2 separate regions of the Hordeum vulgare genome follow, and region 2 is linked to region 1. A link is a contact called in public Hi-C data. All regions are on one chromosome and are shown on one strand. Each heading gives the region's core, a stretch centred on a gene start, on an enhancer-like site or on the middle of the called end of the contact. The rest is flanking DNA. Distances are from core to core; before and after follow the strand shown. Region 1 holds the start of LOC123402020. Region 2 holds the start of LOC123402450.

Region 1 (3,587 bases), core at 837-3,336:
GTCTACGATTTATGAAAGAAAGTACATCGAGACAGTCTATAATCTTATGCCATTTTACTTTTTAAAAATGTTTTTGTTACTAAGCTAAAATGACACACTTTAGTCTTTTGCATAGCCAAGACCTTTGAATTTATTTATTATTTATTTGGACATGCAAGCTTTTGACAGTTACGATATTTGTATTAGTGTTTTCAATAAATATTTAGTAAGAGAGGAAATACTTGCTTGTGTTTTTTTTTATAACAATACTTGCTTGTGTTGTGCAAGAAACGAAAAGTTACACCCGCTGATTCACAAACATGCCTTTGTGCCCTGGCTGCGAATTCAGAAAAAGGAAGAGGTTATGCAGCAGCTTACTCTATTTTGTTGGCAAAAATGCATCAACAAGGAGGAGAAAACGACCCTCCACAGCGGCTACAGCAGCCACAACAATGCAAAACCGCCTGCAACTACTTCCTCCGTTTCTAAATATAAGTCTTTATAGAGATTTCATTTCACTAGTGAACTACATATGCATATAGACATACTTTAGAGTGTACATTCAATCATTTTACTTCGTATGTAGACATATAATAAAATCGTTTAAAAAATTTATATTTAGGAACGGAGGGAGTAATGGATAGCAGGAACAACAAGGGAAGATGGTTTCTTTAATGTGACACACATCTGGCCATGTGCGATGGAATCTTTGGCACCGCTTCTCCTAACGACTCGTTAATACTTTTCGATTATGTTCCGCGCCCAACCGAAAGGCAAAAGAACACAACAGCTAAAAAGGCAGCCAAAGTAGGCACAGTCAAGCCACGAACCAACAGTTCACTAGTTTTAACCTGACAGCGGCGGCACTTGCGTGACTGAATTTACCCACACGTACAATCTCCGTCCGAAATTAACCGTCGCTGAAATAAGTGTATTTTTTTCTTTTTTGCGGGGGGAAATGAGTGTATCTAAAAACGAGGAGTAAGAAATAGCAGAAGCATTTGAGATTATAATGCAGCCCATGCACTGTGTGTGGCCAGATCATCTCTCATTTCTCATTCCAAAATTTCACATGAAAAAAAAATGGCACAAACTGATGGAGGAAGGAGAGGAGGGTTAACCGGCAGAAGTTGAACCCTCGTAGTTAAGGGAAGAGGAAGAAATCAAGGGCACTGTACACATACATCTACGGGTAGCATTTTAGCAGGAGGTGATCAAAACCCAACCTTATAATTAGTAAAGCGATCAACCATCACCGACGACGCGCAATCTCTACTAAACCGCTAGTAATAAACTCAGTAAACTTCCTCGGGGATGCTCTGAAGGCCGGGCTCCCACTCCCCGCTCGCCTGCATCCGCCTGGTCTCCTCGGCGGCCCTCCGCATGCTGCGCCGCCGGAGCGACTGCAGCCTCTGCTCGGCGTCCGTGGCGCCGCCGCCGCCCGCCGCGCGCTGGCGGCTGCGGCGGTCCGCAGACGCCGCCGCCGCCGCCTCGGCGCCGGTGCCGAGGGCGGCCACCATCTTCTTGAGCTCGCGCTTGCTGACCACGATCTTGACGCGCACCGCGCCGCCCACCTCCTCCCGGGACAGGACGCGCCCCCCGTGGTGCAGCTGCTCGAGCGCCTCCTCGGCCGCCTTGGACTGGTGCCGCCCGGCCACCGCGTCCCTGGGGAAGAAGCACCTGGTCGCCATCGATCTTGCCGCGATGCGATCGGTGGCCACCCGCAAGCGCTGGCGCGGTGTCCGTCCGCCGGCCGGGCAAGTAGCAGCAGTAGTAGTAGACCAGTAGCGGTAGCACTCAGTCCTTGTTCCTCCTCCGACGTTCCTTGCAAGCTACAGCAGAAAGGCTGAAGCAATGGCAAAGTGAATGAATGTGCGGGCTGTCGAATAATGTGACATGCTAACATGCTTATATACTGGTTAGGGGTTGCCTTGCCTTGCCTTGCCCTTTGGTGAGCCAAGCAGCCCCAACTGTCTCCAAGCACACCAGCTCAGGTCCCTGACCGGTGGGCCAGCGCCCGGGAGGGGCCTGGCTCCCTCACTAGCCCTACTGGTAGTAGATTTACGGAATGGTAAACAAATGCTCTGGCTTTTTTAAGACCCTAAACAATCATGGGACCGAGAGATATTGCCATGGCAGTTGAAGAGAGAAACGGGTGCCTCACATGGCTGTCCCTCTCGCTCGCGGTCATCGGGACGATCGATCCATGGGTGTGTGTGAGGCCCTTGCAAGTAACGTGTTATCACAGCGCGATGGAGACTCCAACTCGACCACCCGTGGTCGTGGAGCCTACGGTGGATGTACGTACGTTCTGGTTACGATGGCGCAGTTTGACACGGACTTGCCCTTGGCCTTGGCCACAACAATGACCTCCCATGTTCCCTCTTGCCATCCGGATAAGTTCGATCGTGATCATGTGGTGGTACGTGCGTCTATCTGCACATGTAGTGTAGGGATGTATGATCGCATAGCACGGTGTTAATTTGGAGGTGCGAATTAGCAGTGCATGGTCTTGAAATGCAGGTGGTTCAGCTTTGCAATGCTCTCTGATCGCTGCCTTTGAGGTGATTGCCATTAGTGTCCCTTTCACTTTCAGGTGGTTCGGAACTGAATCCTCTCGTATGGTGACCTGGCTGTGGTGAAGGGAACAGCCGAGCGGACGGTCGTAAAAGACGTTGATGCACATGAATTTTCTTGAACTGGGTCTGAATATAACATCTACGCACTTGAGGCTAGCTACCACTCATAACCGTCAGGTGGTTAACAACGGGCATCGGATCGGCCTCTCTTGGAAAAATATGCCTACGCCTCAATAAGTACGTGGCCGCAGTTGAACCTACAGCGGTTATCAGCTCCTGTTTGTGTTATTTTTCTTTTTCTGAGGGGATCAGCTCCTGTCTGTTAATCAATGCATTTATTTAGTTTGACATTGGTTGTTAAGTTTGATGAATCCTATTCCTACGTGCCATGATGAGGCCGCGCAATCATCACCTTACGTACATATACAACGTCGACGCGGATCGAATGGACGGTGAGCCAACCTCTATCTATGAATGATTGACCGCAAACCGCAACAGTAACGTACGCGGAAACCCCCGCAGCAATCATGATCGAAGCGGACGCACGCATGACGCGATCCGTCCGCAGCTTGGCTAGACTAGATCCGTTGTCCGTAGCACGCCAGGTGTATGTACAAACGACGAAATTGCATCACCAAACTAGGATACACACACACACACACACCATACGAACGGGGCCGTTGGGTGACTAGCTGGCTAGCTAGCCGGTGACACGCATCCAAGAGGTTGATCCCGGTGTGTGAAACGAATTCTAATAGTACTAGTACTACTAATTGGTTTCCTCTGCTGATGATTAATAACTTAACTAACTTGTCAATGCGCAGTCTTTTGGGTTTCTTCAGGAGGGCACGTTATGTTATCTTGCTTGACAGCTTTGGCCTTTGGGGATGTGCACAGTGCGTTGCATCTGCATGCCATGTTTTGAGGAGGAAGTAACATGGGGCCGATGCATTGGCCCGTGGCCGTAGCAGCCACATTTCTTTGTGTGCAAACCAAACCACTGCATAAACAAACACACGGACAGATAAA
Region 2 (3,621 bases), core at 776-3,275, 300 kb after region 1:
AGACGATTATCATGAACAAGGAAATATGATAATAACCATTTTATTATTGCCTCTAGGGCATATTTCCAACAGTATATACATCATCTCGTCATCATCAATGGTATATATCCTCAATGGTAAACTTTTGTCAAGACAATCTCAAACCTCCAAGAAGAGAAGAGAAAGAGATTTTCCCAAATGCAAGAGAGTGCTAGAAAGGATGTGGAGCTTGTTTTTGATGTGCTTCAATCCCGATGGGGTATTCTTCGAAACCCTGCATTAACATGGGATGAAGGGAAGTTTTAGAAGATGATGACTGCTTGTGTGATCATGCACAACAAGATCGTCGAGGATGAGCGTGATGACTTCGTTTTCGACCAAGGATTAGATTTTCAAGGTAACAATGTTGAGCCGCTGCACCAGGAACCAGCCACGTTTGAGCAGTTTACCCTATTACATCGTAAAATCCGTGATTGACACACTCATTTGCAGTTTCAAAATGACTTGGTTGAGCACATGTGGGATCACATTGGAAACCAATACATGTACTGTTTAATTATCTTTATTCAAGACAATTTCGATTTGGTTGTAAAACTATTTTATTCGAGACAATTTCGATTGGGCTGTAAAACTATTTTTATTAGAGACAATTGATATTTGGACGTGCAAACTCCGTGCCTGACAGGATGCAGCCGAAGAATGCGGCCGCGCCTTGGACGTACGGCCACCAAGTCGCAGGACAGACCCGGATACGACCCCGTCGTCCGTTTCAAACGGACAGAATCCGGACCAAACAGACGTTCAGATGGGGTCGCGCGTGCTACCGAGGATACGGAAGTTCATGTCGTTCTACTTCTACCCATATACAGTATTATGTATGTATGCCCACAACAAAAACCACCGCACCACTCTGTACCAGTACCACCTATGATAATTACACTGATCCGGCAGCCACTATCGGCGTCAAGATGTTGTATTGTTGTTCTATTGGACCCGACGTACATTAACCTCACTCGATCTCATCCTTATCAACACTGAAGCGAATCCGATTAGACGCTGGCATGCATGTGACGGGTACCATCTGCCACTGTTGCGCCCATTGGGCCGCGTAGATCTTGTCGTACCGGTGGACAAGAATCTTTTAGGGCCGGGCTGGCTCGCATTTCCATGCAAAGAGCTCCACCTGCTCGCTGCCCTACAGACACGCACGCAGTGGCTACCTGGCGCAGGACAAGATTCAAGGCAAGAAAGAGACACGTAGGTTCGCACGCTCCGTTGTTTATTTTCCCCAGCTCATTCTCTTTATTGATTCGTCCAGATAATATATGCTACATCAATCGATCTTGAGCAGAGCAGAGAGAAACGATTTGGATCCAAAATGTCAGATTAAAATTGCTGACATCTCAAAGTTGCAACGCTAGCGCATCCGTTGGGCGCGCTTTCACTTTGGCCCAACGTTGCGACGCAGAAATTAAGGACGAAGAGGCGAAAAATGGAGAGAGACCATCGAAGCTATACATGCAAACCGACTATACCACGAAGCTAGGTGGATTAACTAGCTTAGATATGAGATATCCTCCGGGATGCTGTGCAACGCCGGCGACCAGCGTCCCGGGCGCCTCGCGGCGGCCGCGTTGGTCGGCGCCGCCTGCTTCTTCGCGTGCTGCCGCTTGATGGCGCTCACCAGCTGCTCCAGCGCGGGCGGCAGGCCAAAGGCGCCGCCGGCGGCCACGGCCGCGGCCACCTGCTTGAGCTGCTGCTTGCTCAGCAAGATCTTGACACGCATCGCGCCGCCAGGGCTGGTGGCCGCTGCGTCGGCGACGGGCGTGCCCGTGGACTGCTCAACGGCCGTGACCGTCTTGGCGTCCAGCTGCAGCCTCGGGCACCTCACCAGCTTCCTGGCGTCCCTCCTCGGGAGCTGCGGGGCAGCCTCCAGCTCCATGGACCTGATGCTTGCTTGCTCCTCCACAATCGTTTCCTGCTCACTTGCTATTGTGTTTCTCAATAGTATTCGCTGTTCCGATGGACAGTGGCTAGAGAATGGATATATAACACATTTCTGCGTGTCTGAGGCTAGGGTTTTATATACAAAGGTTTACGAGCGAGACAGCTCATATGCGACTGTCCGTGTAAAGATCGGAAAGGGACGGCTTAGGTGGAATCTTTTTCTTCAACGAGATTAGTTAGTTGCGGATGATTTAAATATTATGGTTACAGCACGTAGTAGGGCCCATGCATCACATGCAACCGGAGAATTTCTCATGACTAGCACTCGTAGCGCCTTTCCCTGCCATGCAGGTTTGATCTGGACTCATCAGCTTTGCGAGAAAGAGAAAATGTCATACATTTTCTTTGTATGATGCACCAGTAACATAGCTCTGAATATTTGAATCGTAGTTGTATATGACGAGGCCTCGTTGGATGTCAGTCATGTGATCATGTGCTTCTGTATGTATGTATGTATGCGTCTGTACTTTCAGATGAAGGACGCAGCAGACGTACAGTGCAGATTATTATTCGCGATGATAGGAGAATGGGAGGGAATATATCGGTAGGCACAGCAAAATGGTATGCACGTCCGGATGTACGTACGACGGGGAGTGGTTGCGATGAATTGTCACTACGTACATATGTGTCCGGGTAAGAACTGACCACTCGACCGAGAGACGGGGCCGGGACCAGAGGCAGGTTGTTCATTTTGGCAGCACGTCTCCACCGTCACGTATGCCTGCGCACGGCGCGTGGACCCGGTATATAATTAGAATGAGATGTGTACGCTGTTTTTTTTCTTAACTGAGGTGTGTACGTGTTGGTGCGGGAGCAGTGTCTCGTTTCTGCTGCATTTTTGGGACTGAATTGTAAAGAGTGAAAGAAGAGAGGGAGAGCAAACCATGAAAATCGCTGTCTCATTGATTGAAGATGTGGGTATATATACCCCAGTACAAAGGCGGTTACAAGGAGCAGTTGCTAAACTAAAGCAACCGACATATCAGGGATTATCCCTTAATTAATGTATTTAATTAATTCCTAAGATTCCTCCTAATCAATGTTTGTCTTTATAATATATATCATGTTGATAAAGACTCCTTTTTGTATGTGTTTGCCTTCGAGAATGTTCATCATCTTCATTTTGAGAAATCTTTATATAATCTTTAAAGTCTCCTCCAAAAACCCTCTGGAAAAAATATGAGGAGAATAGTGTAGATATGTTGCTAAAACTCCTTTAAACCCAGTGAGAAAAATAAGAAGAAAATGATACAACATATAATGATTATTGTCTCGTGATAACTCATCTAAGAAAACCTTTGTAGAAGGAGAAGACTCATCTTTGAGTTTAGAGAACAATAAATATGTCTTGAGTACTTCCTTTAAAAACCCCGATAGGGAAAATAGAAAGCATACGTTATGATCTTTGAGAAGATATTGCGTCGTTAAAAACCATCATGAGAAACTTTGAGAGAAAACTCATAAAGGAAAAGAGTGCATTTCACATGCCATTGAAAACTCCTTTAAAACCCAATGGGAAAAGTATTAGGAGAAAATGATATGGCATATATAGATACTTCTGTTTATATTATCTCATTAAAAACCTTTTATGAGAAACCGTTAGGGAAAACTTATCAAGGGAAAAAGAGTACAATA

What was found. Hi-C and Micro-C count contacts between places; a contact is called where the count stands out from the background.
Region 2: a contact with region 1 is called in a Hi-C map of seedling, with 3 times the contacts expected there. The contact joins the promoter of LOC123402450 here to the promoter of LOC123402020 in region 1. A contact is called at or near these places in 1 of 6 Hi-C or Micro-C datasets (seedling) and 1 of 1 datasets of contacts at active chromatin or transcription factors (embryo).

What each region holds. Positions count from the first base shown.
Region 1 is chr6H:424,305,700-424,309,286 of MorexV3_pseudomolecules_assembly, forward strand. It overlaps LOC123402020, which reads right to left and starts at 2,087. Exons shown (of 1, transcript XM_045095873.1): 1 at 1,011-2,087. The coding sequence starts at 1,670. The coding sequence ends at 1,275.
Region 2 is chr6H:424,602,152-424,605,772 of MorexV3_pseudomolecules_assembly, forward strand. It overlaps LOC123402450, which reads right to left and starts at 2,026. Exons shown (of 1, transcript XM_045096375.1): 1 at 1,258-2,026. The coding sequence starts at 1,921. The coding sequence ends at 1,535.